Regions from separate parts of the Oryza sativa genome. Here region 1 is linked to region 2. The links are chromatin contacts, called in public HiCAR-type maps. All regions are on one chromosome and are shown on one strand. Each heading gives the region's core, a stretch centred on a gene start, on an enhancer-like site or on the middle of the called end of the contact. The rest is flanking DNA. Distances are from core to core; before and after follow the strand shown.

The links. HiCAR-type assays count read pairs that join an accessible place to other places.
Region 1: a HiCAR-type map of leaf shows a contact between it and region 2, with 2.8 times the contacts expected there. The contact joins the enhancer-like site here to the promoter of LOC4347204 in region 2. A contact is called at or near these places in 11 of 15 Hi-C or Micro-C datasets (leaf, leaf mesophyll, panicle and 2 more) and 4 of 4 datasets of contacts at active chromatin or transcription factors (leaf and seedling).

The regions. Positions count from the first base shown.
Region 1 is chr9:21,069,296-21,073,770 of ASM3414082v1, reverse strand. No RefSeq gene overlaps it. Among protein-coding and RNA genes, the nearest start is that of LOC4347205, 15 kb to the right of the region's middle. Within about 2 kb of position 2,505, at least 15 of the 15 cell types and tissues checked have open chromatin away from gene starts, as enhancers often do. A contact at or near this core is called in leaf, panicle and seedling, where this site is marked.
Region 2 is chr9:21,032,385-21,036,894 of ASM3414082v1, reverse strand. It overlaps LOC4347204 (formate--tetrahydrofolate ligase), which reads right to left and starts at 2,222. Exons shown (of 5, transcript XM_015756624.2): 1 at 1,478-2,222; 2 at 1,234-1,383; 3 at 1-516. The coding sequence starts at 1,852. It overlaps LOC107278616, which reads right to left and starts at 3,873. Exons shown (of 1, transcript XM_015755916.3): 1 at 3,106-3,873. The coding sequence starts at 3,573. The coding sequence ends at 3,313.

The sequences.
Region 1 (4,475 bases), core at 1,256-3,755, 37 kb before region 2:
CTTAAATCCTAAGTATGAAAAACACGGAAAATTATATGAATTAATGACTATTGGATAAAGCGAAAAAAAAAACGCAAGAATTAGTATAGACAGATAGACAAACATTTTTTTTTTCCGGGAGGTTAAACTCATGTTGAAAATCCTTCAAAACACCTATGATTTGAGACGAACTTAAGGAATTCCAAAGTAATTTTGCGTCCCTTTGTTCCAAATGATTATATAGCTAGGAATCCTTTCCCTACGAATATAAACCTTTGAAATTCATCCAAAATTCATTTGTAACGAAGGAGTCCTAAACATATCATACTCAGCATGCCCTGCTTCAAGTTAGTAGTTCAGGCCCTATTTGAAATGCATGGATGGTAAAACATATGAAGAGAAAAAATACATGGTGGTAGAAATGCATGTGCAAAATGGAGTATTAGAAAACATAGGAATAAACCATTTGGAATGACCATTTTAAATTATAGAAATTGGATGAGAAAAATAGACTCAAAAATAAGAAGTTGAAGGTACGACAAACTTTTCTTAAAAATTATGTATGCATTATGCTATTCCTCTGAAATTTTTACATGGATTTGGAAATCTCCCATCCTTGGTTTCAAAGAACTCAAATAGAAAAAATTTCTATAGGAATGGAATCATGTAAATTCATTCACAAATCCTTGGTTTCAAAGGAGAACTCGATGGATGAAACAACAAATTCCTACTGAAGAAAAAAGTTAAGGGCCCCTTTGAATCGTAGGAATGAAAAAACAGAGAAATAGAAAAAACACAGGATTCTGACAGGAATACAATTGTAAAACAAAGGATTGCAAAACACAGTAAAACATAGGAATGGCCGTTTGATTGGACCAAAGGAAAAACGCAGGAATCAGATGAGAGAGATAGACTCAGAGGAAATGTTCCAATAGGTTAGACCTCTTGCAAACTTTCCTCCAAAATGTGTGTAGGATTACCCATTTCATAGGAATTTTAAAGGATTGTATATGATTCAATCCTTTGTTTCAAAGGTCTTCATAGGATTTTTTTTCTATAGGATTAAAATCCTTCAAAATTCCTACATTTTTTTCTACAGATCAAAGGGACCTAAAAGGGCAATATCACAGAATTTTTTTTAAAAAATGTTCGATTTCCCTACTTGAACATCAGTGCGTGTCCTACTGTACTTCAGCATTTCGAAGCAAAAGAGGGCATACAGTTTGGTACAGTAGCCTTTCACATGATTGGAGAGGTGAATGCCCATTTGTCCCCACCACCGTCGGCTTTTGCTTTTGCGATTGGCATGCCCCCCGCACGCAGCAGCAGGCGCGGCGCACCGCAGGGCAGCAGCCGCAGCAGTACACAGTCACCCTGTCCTCGGTAACCGGACGGCGACGAGTCGTCGACGACGGCGAGCCCTGTGCCCCGATCGATGGATGGAACGGCGAGCGAATCGCGCCCAAAAGATCTTGCCAATCAAAGCAACCCGACGGGACCGCGCCCCCCCCCCCCCCCCCCCCGGGTTCACATCGTCTGCCGTTTTGGCTGACGGCAAACATTACCGTTGCATTCATCCCTGCCACATATCTTTTTATCAACGGATGCATGCAGTGGTTCCACCATTTATGATTAATTAGGGACTACTAATCAGCAGAATCACTTATTTCTCTTTCAAAGAAAATCAGCAAATAGAATCTCAGGGGCAAATCGCGCGAGAACAAAAGTAGAGCTGAGGGAAAGCTCATGCTTTTTGACGCCAAGAAAATGGATCGACTGACAGAAGCAGAGCAGAGCAGAGCAAAATACTACAGCTAAGCAAGCTTCTGTTATACTAAGAAGCTATTCAAATACTTGAACAATAGTATATGTCTTATAAAATATTTAAGTATTCATTTGACAAAAATAGCATTGCTGCACTACTACTATATCCCAGATAGAGTATTTTTCATCCAAAAACTAGCAGCGAAATGAAGCTACTGATGAAATTCTTCATAATACAACTCTCATCCATCTGATAAAAGATTTTGTTGTTCTGGTTCTGCTGTTCCTGGGTGAATAGACATTTGGTGTCGATCCATATTCTTGGCGCCAAAAAGCAGGAGCTGTCCCTCTGCTCTGCTTTTGTTCTCGCGCGCTTTGCCGCTGAGATTCTATTTGCTGATTTTTTGGAAAGAGAAATAAGTGATTCTATATGCTTTTGTTGACAGAAGGATGTGTGGCAGGGATGAAGGCAACGGCAATGTTTGCCGTCAGCCAAAACGCCGTCAGCCAAAACGGCAGACGATGTGAAACCCACCCCCCCCCCCCTCTTCCCCCCTCTCTGCCGGTGTGCGTAGTGCATCACCCCGTGCGATCGATCGATGGCACGACGAGCCGAGCCGCCGGGTGCGGAGAGCCGGAGACCGTGCGCTGGGGTGGGGGCGACGCGTCTCGGTGCCCGTGCCCCTCATGCGTCACCTGTGCTCCCTAGCTAGGAGTACCACTCGTAGCAGTAGCGTTGGGCCCCTTGGTTATTTCGATCTCCTCCCGATCTCTTCCTCTCTCTAGTCTACGTCGTGTCCGTCTCAGTCTGACTCGGTGTCTAATCGCTGGGCATGAGGGCTCGATTGCTGCATGACTTCAATAATTGCCGCTGCTACTACTACTCCCCCCACCGGTGCGTCGCGTGTGCGTGGCAAGCCCAGCCGTGGAGGGTCCATGCATCGTCGTTCGACATGCTCACAAAGTTGTGGATCCGGATCGTCTGCAGTACCGCAGAGGGGTACTGTTTATGTGAGAGGAACAGTGAATTAATGCCATGAACAGTGTCTCTTTACTGTAGCTACAGGACCTAAAACACTGTTGAGTACTGTTTGGTACTGTGCTGAATTTACTGTAGCGAAAAATCTGATCCTTTCACTCTCGATCGGACGGTCCACAGTGATCTTAATGCGCAGCACTGTTCATCCTCTGCATTAGTACCTCTAATGCAGAGGATCCGAATTCCAAAGTTGTTGGGGGGTTTAGCACCAGTGCGTGTGTGTCCGGTTTTGAGACCACTCCATTCAATTGCATGCATCAATGCGTGTAGAGTGATGGAAGTTTTCGATGAGGTATTGATGAGAATTATGCGCGCCACAGGGGGGCGTGCCAATCAAATACATGTACTCCCTCCGTCTCACGATATAAGCGATTTTAAGTTTTTTCTTCTAATATTTGACCACTCGTCTTATTCAAATTCTTTTTACAAATATAAAAAACGAAAAGTTATGCTTAAAATACTGTAGATAATAAAGTAAGTCACAAATAAAATAAATAATAATTTTAAAATTTTTTGAATAAGACGAGTAGTCAAACATTACAAGAAAAACTCAAAATCCCTTATATTATGGGACAAAGGGAATATAATTAAAGTGCCTGGTTTATGTACTAATGTTACTATACGAAAACATAAATTTCGTTGCAAGCAGCAAGCGCAAGTACCGGATACTCATAAGAGCAGGTACAATACCAAGCTATAAGCTAGCTATAACCACATATCGAGAATAAAAGAGAAGAGAGAGTAGAAAACGGACTACAAATTTGTAGCCGGCTACAACAAAGACTCCAAGACGTTATGTGTGTATGAGATGTGGGACCGGGTATTAATGTCGTACTATATTTTTTATAGATAACTATTATATGAATGGACTATTAGATTAACTATAGATGATTTATATCCAGCAGTTGGCTATACTATTGAACTTGCTCTAATGCAGAGGACGTAGTACCCGTTAGAGCACCCGCAATGGTAAAGTAAGGTGCTATCTATAAAACATGTACATCTCAGCAATAGACTAAATTAATAGTAAACCACTTCAATGGTATGTCTACATGGGTATCTATAGCTCTCTAATCAATTGCCTCGTTTTTTTCTATAGACTATCTCCAGATTAGTAGATAGCTTTGCTCTCTCTCTTCATTTAATCTCTTCCAAGTAGGAAAATATGCTGACATGGATATCTTGTAGAGAGCCTATAGATAACCATTGCGGGTGCCCTTAGTAGTAGTGGCGTTATTTCGCTGCAGCGTGGGATCGCCTGCGTGCGTGTATACGTATACGAGCGTCGTACTGTGCAAGCGAGATGAAGATCGTGCCTCCATTAACGGCTCGTACTGTGTCGTGCAGCCGTACAGGTACACCGAACTGGCTGTGACCTGACCTCTGAGGCTGCGTTCTTTCTTCTTCTCAACAGTGATTACGGAAAACGGAGCGATCCATTAGCACATGATTAATTAAGTATCTGCTATTCTTTTTTAAAAAAATGGACTAATATGATTTTTTTAAGTAACTTTCGTATAGAAACTTTTTACAGAAAAATGCACCGTTTAGTAGTTTGAAAAGCGTGCTAACGGAAAACGAGGAGGACTATCCTGAAAAGAACGCAGCCTGAGTGCTCGCACTGTAGAGTGCCTCCGTCTTAAAAAAAAAAGATAAACCCTGATTTCCGTGTCCAATTTTGACTGTCCGTTTT
Region 2 (4,510 bases), core at 973-3,472:
AAGAGCTAATACGGCCATTATCTCACTAGCTACAGCTATGTCAAAGCCTGTTTCTCTCACCATACCTTTTTCATCAGGGCCTTGTCCAATAGTGATTTTTCTCAGGAACCGGTCATTTACATCCATGACCCGTCTCCAAGTAATGGATTCAGGGTCTATGTCAAGTCTTGCAAAGCGTCTAACTTCATCTGGAGTAAGCTCATTAGGATCTGTCTTTGAGATTCCAAGCTTTATCAGGCGTCTGAGCATTACATCAGCAAAGCGCCTCTTTCCTTCTTTGTTTGGCGGACATAGTCTATTGAACAGCGCTTTGTCTGATTGTGAAGCCTCATGGAAAATCCTTGTATCGATAGCAGCAGCAAGAAGATTGTTTGCAGCTGTAATTGCATGGATATCTCCTGTAAGATGAAGATTGAACTCATCCATGGGTATGACTTGGCTGTAGCCACCTCCAGCAGCACCCCCCTTGATTCCAAAAGTAGGCCCTTGTGATGGTTGACGGAGGCAAGTGACAACCTATAATAGCAACATTAATATTGAGTAAAGTAGTAAAGCATATCAATAACATAATATATACTCTATAAAAAAATAAACATAATATGTACATCGATATGTCAATCGTTTCAATATGCTCTGGAATGCATAATATACTCTATGTATCAGTATCAACATTCGCCACTTATACTACGTTCATGATGGTTAGAGACATATAAAGAACCATGCAGTCTATCATGACTGTTACAAGAAACAAATAAAGTCATCCCAGACCCCCAGAACAGAGCATTGTATCAAGTATTTAAACATTAGGATTTTGTTTTTCCTGAAAATTGCTTGGTGAGAGAGAATTTATCAACATGACTCTTGCAGGCAAATATAAATAAACACAGAGAGTTCAGTTCTACCATGGAGTTCTGACAATGCACCAATGAAGATTTGATATTAATAAGTTTGACAAATAAATCAAACCAAACTGACAGAATTCTTGATTCCACTAGACCACTGCAGAATTTAAAAAGGACAGTGCCTGCATCCAATATACAGGTGCTAGTGTGCTACTACGACAGCATAAAAAGACTTAAATCTAATCAACAAAGCTCACAGGCTGATACTATTGTGCCAAGCAAACTGATTGTTTACCTCAACACCAATCACAAACTTTATCTATAACCAATAAGTAACCAAGATACCCTGTCGATTATAGAACAAGCGAAAGTGGCATGGAAAGCCTCTCACCTTTTTATCAAGAAACGCACCCAGCGCCTGGCACAGCCCAACGGTGGTGGTCGACTTGCCCTCCCCGAGCGGCGTCGGCGTGATGCCGCCGACCACCACGTAGTACCCATCCTGCTGCCCTTTCAACTCATCAAGAACAGACAGCAACACCTGCAAAAAAGAACAAGCGAAAAAAAAAATCATCAACAAATCGCATCGCATCGCGCGACAACCCAATCCGCATCTTTGGAAGCGGCGCACGCACCTTGGCCTTGTACTTGCCGTAGAGATCGAAGTGCTCGGGGCGCAGGCCGAGCTCCGCGGCGATGTCGGCGATGGGGAGCGGCGAGACGGCGTTGGCGATGTCGATGTCCGCCGGCACCGGCGACGCCACGTCCAGCCTCCGGATCGTCGGGCTCGGCTTCGGCGTCGTCATCGGCACCACCAGCGGCGGCGGCAGCGGCGGCGCGACGGCGGCGCTGGATCTCACACGCAGCGAGCGGTGGTGGTGGTTCGAGTGCGAGAGCGGCGGATGCGAGACGACTGAATGGCAATTGTTTATTGCCGCACGACGACGATGGCATTTGATAATCGAGGATAAAGATTTCGGATAATTGGTTGGTGGGACAGACACATCCATGACGCAAACACCTCCCCCAAATAATACAGCCACAAAACCCCTCAAATATCCCACCTTTTTCACTTCAAGATTACCAAGAACCCTCAAATTCCTAACCTTTTTCACTGCAAGATATTTGGGGCCAACACCAAGAAACACTTCTCACTGTACTGAGCTTTATACCCTTCCTGTGCAGCCCCAATTCTTCGGGAGTTGTGGATCTGGGTTTTGGGAGGATGGCAGGGGTTTTGGCTGCTCTTATCTTGGATTGGTTGGATGGAAAATGGACTGCAATCCACAGGAGAAGATAAGGGTTTTTTGTGTGGAGATGCGGATGTGAGCGATGATGATGTTGTTGCTGGGTTGCAAACGGTGATGCGTGCACAAGATTGGGGCTTTTGAAAGAGCCAAGTGTGTGCTCTTTTTATAGGTGATTTTGCTTGAGATTTTGGGAACAGTTCATGAACATTGCATGTGAAAAAACTCTACTGGCGTGCACGTAATGCAGTGGGTGAAAAGAAAAAAAAAAGGAACTTTTTTCCCTTTCTCTTCTTGTCTTCGTTGAACATTGCTGTAAGCCTGTAACTGCATTGGAGTTGATATGATCAGTGAGCTGTAGGACACATCATCTCTGGATTTTGCTGTGACAAAAAGAGGATCTCATGTCCCAACCACACTCAAGAAAAAGCAAGTAATGGGACGAACAATCTGGTAGAGAGTGGTCCAAACCACGTCCGTTTTGCTTGGTTTGTAAGCGTGATTCCCTTGGATTTTGAGGTTTTGGGGAGGTCAATTCCCCTGGGTTTTGAAGGGTTTAGGGGTTCATTCACGAGGGCATTGAGGCAGATAAGAAATGCTAGCCAACCATGCTCCATGCATAGGGAGACGCCTTCTTTTTCTAATCCTGGATTAGGGATGCCATGGTCCATGGCATGCATTACCAGACGAGTTGGTCAACTCATGCCGTTTGATCCGGGCGATTTGGATCTTGGGACAATGAGGCCCGTTGGTTTACTCTGAATTTTTTCCTTGGTGAAGCCCAACTGAAAAGTTAGGCCTAACAGTTTGATCTGACGTTCGATGGGCTGTTCTACTTCTATCCCACCGATAAGGGCTAAGAAACATAAAGAACCATTTATTTAAATTTGTTAATAAAATTCAAAATAGAAGTTTCAGAAATATCATTGTACTATCTGAGAATTAAGCCTCACGAATCAACAACATACGGCAATCTTTTTTTTTATCTCCCAACGTTCTCGATGGTACTGAGCAAATTGAGCCAATGTAAAATGTTACAGTACCATTAACAAAAATAACAACCAAAATTCACTATGTAGTATTGACATGCATACAAATCAAACGAAATGAATCGGATCAAAGAATGGTGAACATCCAGCAAGCAACAGGAGCAATATATCATCCATTTTAGCTCCGCGTACTTGTCGCAACAAATCAATTCAAACACTGGCACCTCTCCTCTCTCAATCCTTCTTCCGGCCATCGACGACGGCCACCACGGGCGACGGCTCCCCGCCGGCGGGCATGTCGGAGAGCGCGGCGAGCATGCGGCGGACGGCGCTGACGGAGCGCGCCGGCCGCCGCGGGGCGCCGCCGCCCTGCAGGCTCTGGGCCCTGGAGAAGACGTCCGACGACTGCGCGAGGATGAGGTACACCAGCGCCTGCACCAGCACGAACACCCACATCTTCACCAGCGCCTCGTGCGAGCTCGCCGCCGCCTCCATTGCCGGACACACTCTTCTTCTCGAGCTCCGGTGACACAAACGTACGCAACAAGTGCGAGAGCAGATCAATCAACTTATCAACCGAATCTTCGATCTTCTTCTGCTGCTGCTGCTGCTGATGCTTGTGTGATTGATTTGTGTGGGGGAGGATCGGATTGAAGCTTTATATATATAGACGTCGATCGACGACGTACGGTCGCCGGGTTTGACCGTGGCCGGAGGCCGGAGGCGAGCGTTCAGAGTGTGCAGAGATGCTTCCAAGGCGATGGCGAGTTGAAGTGTTCGACGTGCGCACGAGTTCGCATTGGTGCGCGTCGTCGTCACGCGTTCGGTGAAAAAGTATATCGAGTTTGGCGCGGCCGTCACGGGTGAACTCGCTACGTGAGCCGGTGGTGGTTGTTTCGCGGGTCAATGGTCCTCCCTGTCACTGGGATTAGAATGCAGGGGAAAAATACTACTCCATCCGTAATATTTGACGCCGTTGATTTTTTAAACATGTTTGATCGTTCATTTTATTAATTTTTTTATTAATTCTTTTTCTATCCTTTGATTCATTGTTAAATATATTTTTATGTATACATATATTTTTACATATTTAAAGAGAAATTTGAATAAGACGAACGGTCAAACATATTTAAAAAAGTTAACTACGTCGAATATTTAGAGACGGAGGAAGTACCTTTTTGGCATATATGTTTATTTTTTAAATTTGTTTGACTGTTCGTATAAAAAATAAACAAATGTATAAGACATGCTGAAGGGTACTTTTGGTGTAGTAGATCTAATGTTACTCTTTTCACTTTACTTATAACTAAGTGAATAAATATTTTTGTTAAACTCTGAGAGAAAAAGTCAACAATATCGTAGTTTACAAAATCGTCTGTAATTGTCCAAGCAACTTTATATAGTGCACAATTGTTTTCACATATCTATGAAT